2 separate regions of the Capra hircus genome follow, and region 1 is linked to region 2. The links are chromatin contacts, called in public Hi-C maps. All regions are on one chromosome and are shown on one strand. The core of a region is the stretch at or near the end of the contact, and the rest is flanking DNA. Distances in the headings are between cores, read along the strand shown.

Region 1 (5,855 bases), core at 236-2,735, 68 kb before region 2:
TGCCTTCGGAAAGTTATCTGGGTCCTGGAAACTGCCTCCGAGGCTTATTCACTCACTTGGATTGGGCCCTTGAGTCCGGGGAATAGCTGGGCCCTGGGAAAAAGCAGGAACCCATTCTGGGTCCTATGAAAGGTGTGGCAAGGGGGCCATGGATTGGGAGCAAGAGCTGAAGGAGGTAGGATTTTCAGGGCTAGAGGTGGGGGCAGGGCATCTCGGCCACCTTAGTGAGCATCACTGTTACCCATTGTCTCCCCCAAGCAATGGCCTCTCAGATGGGCCTAATGACAAAGGGGTGAGGGAATCTGGGAGTGGGCAGGTCTTGTTCCCACCCTGACTCAGCAAGCAACCCCTCCAGGCCCAGCAGGAATTCCTAGAGATGAGGAGGGGGTCTTTGGTGCCAGACAAGATGACTGGGCAGTCTCAAAGGGCTCTAAGCATCAGCTAGAGCTGACGCCTGAACTCTCTCACCACTGGCCTGGTGCCCACTGGGCATCCAGCCAACCAAATGAGGATAGCCCCTCCAGACAAGGGATCCCAGGAGGAAGGCTTGGATAAGGTGGGGAGAGGGCAGTAACCCCAAGAAATTCGTGGGGATTCAGACAACTCACGGCCCAGAGTTGGCAAATGCAAGAAGCTGATGGAATAAAAAGGCTTGCGGCCTCTTCCATCGCAGATGGGTCCCAGATCCCGGTCATCAGACCCTCAGGAAGCCAAGAGGAGGAAGGAACGTGCTCCTATGCTATCTGCGGGTTAAATGGGACCCAGGAGTCCTCCCTTTGCCTGTCATCTCTCAAGGCCTCCCGCACATCAAGATACCAGACAGAAGGCTGTGCTCCTTAGAGACTGTCTCAAGGGCTCTGCTTGGGTGAAAGTTTGCCGCTCTGGGTCTGGGGGGCCCCCTCGCTCTCTGATGCGCCCTCTCCATAGCATTCGCCCGCCTGCCCCGGTCACCCCTCCTAGACTGAGCGAGTGGATCCGGTGGCGGAGGCTACCTGGGTCACCGTCTCCGTCCATCGTTGCGGAGGGCGTTCGCGAGAGGAGGAGGACCCGGAGCGCTGCGGGGCTGTCCGAGTCCCGAGGCGGCGGCGGCGAGTCCAGGCGCTGCCCGCGTCTGGGTCGGGTCCCGGCCGACTGAGCCTTTTAAAGGCCCCCGCCTCCGCCCCCGCCCAGCGTTTGGCCCCGCGCCGGGACGCCCTGCAGTCCGGAGCGATCGGCCAGAGGCCGGAGGCTCCCGGTTCCTTGGCAGACCCAGGAGGCCCGGAAAGGTCGGGTTTTGTTTTTGTTTTTTAATGTAGGAGGAGGGGGAGCCCAATTCCGGGCGTCTCCCTGCACCCTCCTGGGGTGACTGCTTGGAGGAGGCGGTGAGGGGCGGAGGGTGCGGGGTGCGCGGGCCAGTTGGAGGAAGAGGGCAGAAGCTCCTCCCGGCACCGCCCGCCCCACCCCCGCCACCCCAGGTAATTTTCCTACATCAGTGAGGGGGGCGTCCCAAGCCTAGTGCTCCCCAAGAGGCGGGGACCGGAGCGGGCCGCGGGGGCGGGCCGGGGCGGGGCTTGGTCGGCGGCGTAGGCGAGGCCCCACCCACCGCGACTGCAGGTCCAGGCAGGCTCAGCCCCGGCTGCCAAACGGGATCGCATAGCGGCGGCCGAGCGCAGGTGACCGGTGGGAGTTGGCGTGGGGAGCGCCGGGGCGCGGATGAGGGTTGCGGGGGTCGGGGGCCTCGGTGCTTCCGGGCCCCGCCGCAGTGTGCCGAGAGAGGCCCAGCGCGAACAAGGCCCAGGCGGCTGGGTTGCGCGGAGCGGCCTCGGGCGGCGGCGCGGGCAAGAGACCCAACTGGGGTCGCCATCGATGGGCAGGGGTCCAAGCCTAGACTTTGAAAGCCACAAGGAGGGATGGGAAGTCGAAGACGCGCGAGGGCACCTGGGCCTGGAGCCCAGCCACGGGGATGGGGATGGAGGTATAGGAAAGGCGGCTCGCCCTCGCCTACCGCTTCTCCAGTCTCACCCAGGCAGGTCATTTCCTCCGTGGTCTCGGAAACGTGGCTTGAGCCCTTTGGACGTCGGTCGAAGACAATGACAATTATGCTTTCCCCTCCTCTGTTTTGAGGATGGGAGAGAGAATGAGAAGGTGCCAGACAGCCTGCGGGGCTTTGCGTTTGTATTTCCAGGCGAAAGACTGGCCTTTTGAAAAAGGCTGGCTCTAGACTCAGAAAGGGCTCAGGCTCCTTTCGCTGCTTCTGTCCGTGTGGCCTCGGGCAGATCCCACCTCTTCTGCCTCCTTCGCCTCCCTTAGGGGCTATTGTGAGGTGCCAGTAAAAAAAAAACCAGAGCTCACCTTTTACTGAGCTTCTCCTGAGAGAGGTCCTTGAACCCTTTCCAGGAGGTAAGTACTGTTCCTAGCCCCACTTTACAGAGCAGGAAACTGAGGCTCAGAGAAGCCCGGTGACTTTCCTGAGACAATCAGTGGCAGAGCTGGGAGGAGAACCTCCACCAGGGTGCTGTGAGTACCTGGTCCTTGGGAGGGGGCCAGGTCTGCAGTGTAGCTTGCCAATGCCCACAGGAGAGCTATGGCGGTGGGGAACATCAACGAGCTGCCTGAGAACATCCTGCTCGAGTTGTTTACACACGTGCCTGCCCGCCAGCTGCTGCTGCGCTGCCGCCTGGTCTGCAGCCTCTGGCGTGACCTCATCGATCTCGTGACCCTCTGGAAGCGCAAGTGCCTGCGCGAGGGCTTCATCACCGAGGACTGGGACCACCCTGTGGCCGACTGGAAGGTCTTCTACTTCCTCCGCAGCCTCCACAGGAACCTCCTGCATAACCCATGTGCCGAAGGTGGGATGCTGACTGGATCTGACATGCCCCCAAACACACATACTGTTGTGATGTCAGCTAACATTCATTAAGCTCTAACAATGAGCCAGCCAGGCATTTTAGGGGGCTTAATGCCTTTCATCCTCTCACAGTAATCCTAAGAGGTAAGTGCTATTAGGCACCCATCTTTCAGATGGGAAAACTGAGGCCAACAGTGGCATTTCCTATTCCACTCTTAAGGTTATTTCCCCAGTGACCTTTCTGAGAAGGAATGTTGGCCAGTTGGGACTAATTGTGCCCAGGACACAAGACCCGGAAGTCAGAACCATATTTTCTTGGCCTGGTTCCCAGACTCCAGGATTAAGCCTATTAGGAGTGTCCCAGAGGACAAAGGTGACTTTGCTCATGAAAGAGGGAGAGATCTAATCTTTCCAACACATTCCAGCAGCAGGTGCAACATGACTTCTGTGGTTATCCAGAGGCCCCCCTTTCTGTTGCTGTGTTGTAACTGATTAATTAGACACTGGGATGGGATGAGAACCTCATTCTCCATTATGTGGTCAAATTCTGGAGTGAAATAATAAAACCACCCAAAGCTGTCCAGAGCTTTCAGATGCCTCCTCACCTGACTCCCCAACAGCTATGTTCTGGACCAGCAGTTGACATACCATAGTCCATAGGCCAAATCTGGCCCAGGAGCTAAGAAGAATTTCTAAGGTTTTATGTGATAGTCAATATGTAGCCCACAAAACTTGACACTTTGTGGAAAAAGTTTTCCAGTCTCTGTTCCTGACCCGTTTACAGAGGATGAAACCAAGGCTCAGAGAGAGAAAGCAGCTTGCATAAGGTCACAGAGTCCAGTATTGGTAGAGCTGGGACTAGATCCAGATCTGCCTGGCATCAGAGCATTCCCTAACAGAAGTCTTCTGGTCATTCCCACTGTCGGGATTCTCAGTAGAAGTCAGTCATGGTGGTGCCTGGCACACCGGATGTGCAGGGTTCCCCAGCTGGGGGCTTGAGGGAAGCTGCTGAAATCCAGGGAGAGATGCTGGGAGCAAGGGGTGCTTAGGCGCTGACCACTAGGGGGGCCTCCCTTTGATGTGAACTCTGCTTTCCCACCAGAGGGGTTTGAATTCTGGAGCCTGGATGTGAATGGAGGTGATGAGTGGAAGGTGGAAGATCTCTCCAAAGACCAGAGGAAGGAATTTCGCAATGACCAGGTCAAGAAATACTTCGTGACTTCTTATTAGTAAGATCCATGGGGTCTCCGGGAGGTGGGGAAGCCCAAGTCACTGCACCTTGAGGCCTCTCCTGCTCTGGGAAGGGCAGGCCTAGCCCTAGAGGGCCCTGGTGGCGAGCCCCAGCCCCTCCCACCCCTCCACCTACCCCCAGCACCTGCCTCAAGTCCCAGGTGGTGGATCTCAAGGCCGAAGGGTACTGGGAGGAGCTGATGGACACCACAAGGCCAGATATCCAGGTCAAAGACTGGTAAGTGCCTGGGGTAAGGGCGTGGGGGGGCCTGCCACTCAGGTGCCCCACCCCTACCCTGCCCCCCATCTCCAAGGCCCTATTAATGGGCCCTCCCACTGCCTGCAGGTTCGCAGCCAGGCCAGACTGCGGGTCCAAGTACCAGCTGTGTGTTCAGCTCCTATCGTCAGCACACGCACCTCTGGGGACCTTCCAGCCAGACCCAGCAATGATCCAGCAGAAGAGCGATGCCAAGTGGAGGGAGGTGTGTGAGTCATGAAGGGAGGTGTGTGAGTTGTGAAGGGGATGGGGGCATACTGTCCAAGGCTGAGACCGCAGTCACACAGACCTGGGTTCAGATTCCAGTTCCACTGCTTCTGACCTAGGCTTTGGCTGCTCTGACCTCTAAAAGACTTCAATGAAATGATGCTTGGAAAGATATGTTCAAAAAGGTTGACTACTACTAATTACTACCAGTTGTAACTATTGTCTAGGTCAGGGATCAGTGATCTTTTTCTTAAAAGGCCAGATACAAGTAGTTTAAGCTTTGCAGGCTGTACTGTCTCTGTCTCAACTACTCAGCTCATCAGCTCTGCCATTGTCATGAAAGCAGCTTTAGCAAAAGGGCATGGCTGTGTTCCAATAAAACTTTATTTATAAAACCAGGTAGTGGGCCCCTAGACCAGTTTCCTAACTCCTGATCTAGACCAGTGATCTCCAGAAGAACTTTCTGCAGTGACAGAAACGGTCTGTCTGCCCTGTCCAGTTTGATAGCCCAGAGCCACACGCAACAACTGAAAACTTAGTAAGAGCCAGTTTGTAGTGTAGCTGAGGAACTGAATTTTTAATTTTATCTAACGTTAATTAATTTTAACTTAAATAGCCACATGTGCTCAGTGATGACTGGACGTCTTTTGGCAGCTTGTGAAGTTTCCTTCAGTTCCTTTGAGCTGCACTTAGATAATCCCATGGAGTGGATCCGGCAAGATTTTGCTCCATTTTACAGATGAGGAAATTGAGGCATAGACAAGGGAGGTAGTCTGCCCAAAATCAGAGTAAGGACTCAAATTCTATTCTCCTGACTCCGGGTCAAGCACTAAGGCCTCAGCCCATCCTGGCCCCATCACCCCCTCAGGCAGTGCCACCCTCGGGGTCAACTCCCCTGACCACTCTCCTTTCCTCCTCTGCCCCACCCCACCAGGTCTCCCACACTTTCTCCAACTATCCGCCCGGCGTCCGCTATATCTGGTTTCAGCATGGCGGTGTGGACACTCACTACTGGGCTGGCTGGTATGGCCCGAGGGTCACCAACAGTAGCATCACCATCGGGCCCCCACTGCCATGACACCCCCAAGCCCCCAGCCACCTAATCCCAACTGAAAAACTGCTGTCAGAGAAGGGCTGGGCTTGGGAAAGGGAGGTAGAGGCCAGGCTCCCCCAGACCTCCTAGTTAATCTTTGCCCCCAGCTCCCCAATTGCCACTTTGTGGAGCCTCTTTGTTTGTGCAGCCTTCATATGTTATGGGTAGCTAGTTCTCTGCCAGGGGTCTCAGTCTGAATGATGGGGCCCCTGAGGTTAGGG
Region 2 (5,713 bases), core at 590-3,089:
GGGCTTCTAGGGCTACCATCCACTCCTATTCATGGTCCCCTGCCCCTCCCAAGTCTCACTCGTCTGGCCACACATCTGAAGGCTCAGTGATCCACGTGTTGGTTCTAGACCCCTAAGCACAAACTTCACAGCAATTTCTGTATTCTCTTGACAGTGACATAAGCAGATCTTAAACTGGTGATGGCCCCTCTCCCTGTGGCCACTCCTAACCAGAAATGACGAGATTGCTCTGACCACACTGACATCTCCTTCCCTAACCCCCGACCCTGAATCAGGAGGATATGGCCCTTTTTTTTTTTTTGGCTGCATTGCTGTCTTAGTTGCAGCACACATGATCTTCATTGTGGCATATGGACTCTAATTGTGGCTCTTAGACTCAGCTGCAGCGAGAGCTTAGTTGCTCCATGGCATGTGGAATCTTAGTTCCCCGATCAGGGATCAAACCCACATCCCTTGAACTGCAAGGTGACTTCTTAACCACTGGACCACCAGGGAAGTCCCGGGAGGATGTGGCCTGAAATGAAAACCATGCCTACCCATGTATGCCAGGGGATGTCTATCATGGGCCATAATTTAGCCCAAGCAGGAACTCCTCCCACTGGTGGGCCAAGAGGGCCACGCCTGCTCTAATTAAGGTGGTCAGGGAGGGTTCCTCTGAGAAGGGACTGTGAAGGAGCAGCTATGCCAAGAGCTTCAGGAAGGGATTTCTGGCTGTGAGAACAGCAAAGGCGCTGAGGCTGGAAGTGGTGGGGTGTATGAGGAAAAGTGCGAAGACTAGGCGTGGCTGGAGTTAGAGTGAGGAGGGGTGGGAGGTAAAAAGAGCAGACAGGGGGCAGGGCAGGCCCCAGAGAGTCTTGCAGCCAGGGGAAGCAGTTTAGATCTCCTCTGGAGTGCAGTGAAGAGCCACGGGAGGTTTTATAGGGAAGGACAGAATCGAAATCTCTTTTATTTATTAGTAGTATTTGCTGTGCTGCATGGCATGTGGGGTCTTAGTTCCCTGACCAGGGATCAAACTCAAGCTCCCTGCATTAGAAACACAGAATCTTTACCATTGCACGGTAGGGAAGTCCTGCATCCCTTTTAAAAATAATTTTAATAGACTATTTTTAGAGTCGTTTTAGGTTTACAGGAAGATTAGACAGAAAATATAGCAGTCTCATACGCCTTTCCCAGTTTCCCCTGTTATCTTACAGTAGTGTGGTACACGTTCTAAGACTGGTGAACCAATAGTGGTACATTCTTAAGTCCATAATTTACATTAGTGTACACTCTTTGTGTTGCACATTCCTTGGGTTTTGACAAAGACTAGACATGTACCCACCATTATAGATAGTATCGTACAAAATAGTTTCGTGGTCCTAAATATCTCCTGTGCTCCATCTGTTCACTCTTCTCCGTCTGTGATTCTCTTTTTTAAACCCATTCAGGCTGCTGTGCGGGGGATGGATTGGTTGTAGGGCAGAAAAAAAGAAGGCAGTGATAGTGAAACGGTGCGAGGCCGGGCGTGGGTGGGGGGAAGAGCGAGGGGGGACTGGCTGGTCTCACCCACCTTGCCTCTCTTCGCTCAGGGCTGCGCTGCTACGCCAAATTCCACCGGAACCGCAGGGTCACCCGGAGAAAGGGGCGCTGCGTGGAGCCCGAAACGGCCAACGGCGACCAGGGGTCTTTCATCAACGTCTAGCGGCCCGCGCGAGGCGCCTCTGCACCGGCCTGGGGACTAGGCCCCGGAGATTTGGAGAAGCCGGGCAGTTTTTTTATAACTAGCGGTGGCAGATCAAATGCGGGACCAGCTGACTGAGGCTGCAGGCTCAGATCCAGGACGCTCCGTCCCGAGCCCTGGACGAACTGCCCCTGCCCAGGAGCCGAGCAGCAGCACACCTGCACCCACCCCTGGGCGGACGGGACACCGACACCGCCTGCGCATCCCGGTGTCCGTGTTCTCCGCGATGGCAATGTCGAGAGTGCCCTCTATCGTCCAACAGCAGCACTGCAACGGTTTCAAGTTTCAAAAGGAAGAGGTTTTTGAGCTGGAAAAGAATGGAAACTTCTGGAGAGATGGTGGTGAAGTCGCCCAGTCGTGTCCGACTCTTTGCGACCCCGTGGACTGTGGAACCAAAAGGCGGGAGATGAATACTGAAGCACCTTCTATGTACCAGGCACTGTGCTAAACGTGGGCCATACGTTATCTCGTTTGTCATATGACCTTTTAAAGTAGGCATAATCACCATTTTACAAGTGAGGAAACTGAGGCAGGCTTAAATGATCTTGTCCAGGATCCCAGGTCAATGCTCCTCAAACCTTCACCTTGTGTAAGAATCCCCAGGGATCTGGTTTAAAATGCAGATTCCAATTCAGTCGATTCTGCATTTCTAACAAGGTTCGGGGCTTGCTGATGGCTCCTGGCGACCGGGGACCCCACTGAAAGCACCAGGTCCCAGGGAGTCAGGAGTGGAGCCGGCGTCTGAACCTGGGTTGCCCTACTCCAAGGCTCACATCCTTGCTCTTCCACAACCAAGGACTCATTCCAAGTTCTCCACGGCTTTCGGTGAGAGATGTGTGTTCCCTGGTGGTTCCTTTTGCTGTGGTGAAGGTCAGAATAACACAGTTCTCTTCCTTCCCTGGACAAAGGTGTATCGTTTGAAAGAAAGAAGAAAACGTGCATTACGCACCTGCCTGCTTACAAGGCAGGATTTGGGCAGACTGGAGAACTGGTGTTCTGAGACTGGAAGTGTTTAAAGGAAGCAGTAAAGCTGTTCCTTCTGTCTCTGGCCCTGCTCACCCCGTCCTGGGATGTGCACTTTGGAGGGGCCTGAAAGCTGCCACCCCAGGGGTTCTTTAGCTTTTGGAGTTCATGACCTTTGAGAATCTAATGTAAGCAGGGGCTCAAAAACACACATTGCCAGTTGGCACCCACTTTGTATACTCTTTAGTGGTTCTAGGTCCCCCAGAGACCCTCCCAGGTCTACACTTCTTCAACAGAGTGTACTGAGGGGTTTGGGGGTATCTCTTCTAACTGCATCCACCACAGGCCAGACCCATGAGCCCACCCGAACACCTTCCTGAGCTGATGTGACTCTAGCGGCCAACTCAGGAGAGTCACTTAAATCCTTTCACCTGGCATCTCACTCCTGACCAACCCTCGGGTCCAAGGCAAACAAGGTTGCAAACCTTCGCTCTCCAGATGCCTTGCTGGCCTGGACCCCAGCCAGAGGGACCACGCCCACAGGATGCCGGGGCTGTTTACTCCATTGGGAAAATCAGCTGGAGTCAAGGGTATGGCACCGAGGAAGACAAACAGATCTAGAAGAAACCAAATACACCGGCTCTTTTCTCCTTATTCAGGTTCAAAGGGCATGGGAATCTTAGGGAGGGGAGGACCACAAGAGATCAAAGCCGGCTATTTGAACATTGAATCTGCCTGCAGTTTTGTCTGAGACCAGACAAGGCCTGTGCTGTGTGCCTCATATGGGGTGGCCGATTTGAGGTCATGATAGAACCCTAGCGGGGGTGGCTGCAGGCATAGAACCCAGAATTGCTTTTGTTTGGTGGGGCGGGGGGGTGCGGTGGGCAGTGGTAAGGGTGTCCCTGGCCATCAGTGATGGAAACAGAAAAAATTAGGACAAAGCTGGAAGGCTTAATGCAGCTATCAGTGCCTACCAAGGGAGCTCCACGGCTAGAAATTCAGGGCCTATCTCTTTGCCCTAGCTACTTCCATTTTGCATTTGCAAAGGCAAAGTGGGTAGAATTCTCTTAACTCCAGAGTTAGGGGTCTCAAAGCCCCCTCTGTGTTTAACAAACCTCTCTGCCAGAAGTTCTTCCTTAGGTCTGCCTTAAATTTCTTTTGCTGGTGCATAGGCCAATATTCTCGAATCCAGGGTTCAACAAACTTATCATAAAGGACCAGATAAATATTAATATTATAGGCTGTGTTCCAATGAAGCTATTTATGAACACAGAATTTCAGATAATATCACTTGTCACAGATGATTATTCTTTTGATTTTCTAAAACACATTTTAAAATGTGAAAACCTCTTAACTTGCAGACTACACAGAAATAGGCAGTGGGCTGGACTTGGACCCCTGGCCATGGTTTACCAATCTCTGCTTTAATCTGCTGGTCTCAGCCTTGGCTACACATTAGGACAGTCTGGGGAACTTTCAAAGTTTCCTGAGCCCACCCGCAAAGATTCTGGTTTAATCGCTCTGGGTTGTGTCTGGGCATTGTACTTTTGCAAGGCATCCGGGTGGCTCTAACATGTCACCTGGGCCTGGGCCTGGGACTCCTGCCTTCATCCTCATGCTGGAGTGCAGCTGCTGACAAACGGCCTGCTCCACCACTCACTACCTTGGTGACCCTTGGAGACTTCATTAAGGTCTCTGTGCCTGGATTTCTTTATCTGTAAAATGGGGCTAATCACTCTTCCTTCATAGGGGTGTAGTGAGATGTAAATACAAAATCCTAGCAACATGCTTGCTACAGTGCCTGGCACATAATAAGCCCTTAGTGTTAGCTAATTTATTTTCTAGGATGATTTTAGCAGGTGTTCTGTTTTTTGACAATGATCCATCACATACTCAGAAATCAGTTCAAAGTCACCATTCAGGATGCTTCCTCAAAGCATGTTCCCTGGAACATGGGGCTGTGAGATGCTCCCTTAGGAAAGAGGGGATGTGGTTCTGTGGTCAAAGAGGTTTGGAAAACTGTTCTGGACTCAGCCCGAAGCAGCATGTACAGATTCTATCCACTAAGGCAGAGCTGTGGATGTCAGTGGCTATGCAACAACAGGATCCGGAGTTTCTAAGTATATCCCCCCTCCTCACCCTGAGGCTGGAAAGAACTGAGCAGGAGGCCAAGTGGAAACCAATAGCTACTGGGACGATCACCTGTGCCCCCTACATTCCTCCTGAGGGAGCTTTCCAGCCATTCCCCAGAGATACTCACTGTTCCCACGGGGCTGCCTTTCCGTGACTTGTCTGGTGATGCCAAGAGTGGCTCCTGAGCCTGCCAGAGATGGGCGAAGCGTCAGAGGACACGAGAACCATGCCACATGGGAATGTGACAGCTTCACCTGCTTCTTGAGGAGTCACCGAGCCATATGTCGTGTCCCGAAGCCAAGACCCCTTCCACCACCTAGAAGCTACAGGTGGAGCCTTTGTTGTTAAGTCACTCAATTGTGTCTGACTCTTTGGCACCCTATGGACTGAAGCACGCCAGGCTTCCCTGTCTTTCACCATCTCCTGGAGTTTGCTCAGATTCATGTCCATTGAGTTGGTGATGCCATCCAACCATCTCTTCCCCTTCTCCTCCTGCCTTCAATCTTTCCCAGCATTAGGGTCTGCCTTACTTCAAGCCATATTCAACACATCCAATATGATCTAATGTCGAGATGACGGGCATCAGCTTCCTGGAAGGGATCCGCTTTGCAGCTGGAGAGACATCTATGCAACCTGCAAGGAACATGTTTATAAAACAACAGAACAGCAGCAAGGAAAAATGGGTGCTGGGAGAGACAGCAGGAGAGGCCAACTATTTGGGCTCCTCATTGGGGGTTGCATGCGGTTGACAGGGACACCATGACCTTCATGATGATCATCACTCCTGTGGGAGATGGGAGGGCATGTGCTGGGGAGGGCATGGTAGGACTTGCCAATCTGAAGAACCAGGGGCTTCCATCACAGGGAGTATATTTACTGAATCCTAAATCAGGATGG

The links. A called contact is a pair of places that touch in the nucleus more often than the background predicts.
Region 1: a contact with region 2 is called in a Hi-C map of blood, with 5 times the contacts expected there. The contact joins the promoter of FBXO2 here to the enhancer-like site in region 2. A contact is called at or near these places in 2 of 5 Hi-C or Micro-C datasets (both in blood).

The regions. Positions count from the first base shown.
Region 1 is chr16:40,514,347-40,520,201 of ARS1.2, reverse strand. FBXO2 (F-box only protein 2) reads right to left here and starts at 1,485. Exons shown (of 6, transcript XM_018060347.1): 1 at 993-1,485. The coding sequence starts at 1,014. LOC102184360 (F-box only protein 44) reads left to right here and starts at 1,546. Exons shown (of 7, transcript XM_018060349.1): 1 at 1,546-1,652; 2 at 2,557-2,828; 3 at 3,930-4,056; 4 at 4,200-4,295; 5 at 4,404-4,539; 6 at 5,476-5,564. The coding sequence starts at 2,564.
Region 2 is chr16:40,446,662-40,452,374 of ARS1.2, reverse strand. DRAXIN (draxin) reads left to right here. Exons shown (of 6, transcript XM_005690675.3): 6 at 1,569-1,736. The coding sequence ends at 1,681. Among named protein-coding and RNA genes, the nearest start is that of DRAXIN, 13 kb to the left of the region's middle. Within about 2 kb of position 1,839, at least 1 of the 5 cell types and tissues checked has an H3K27ac peak or open chromatin away from gene starts, as enhancers often do.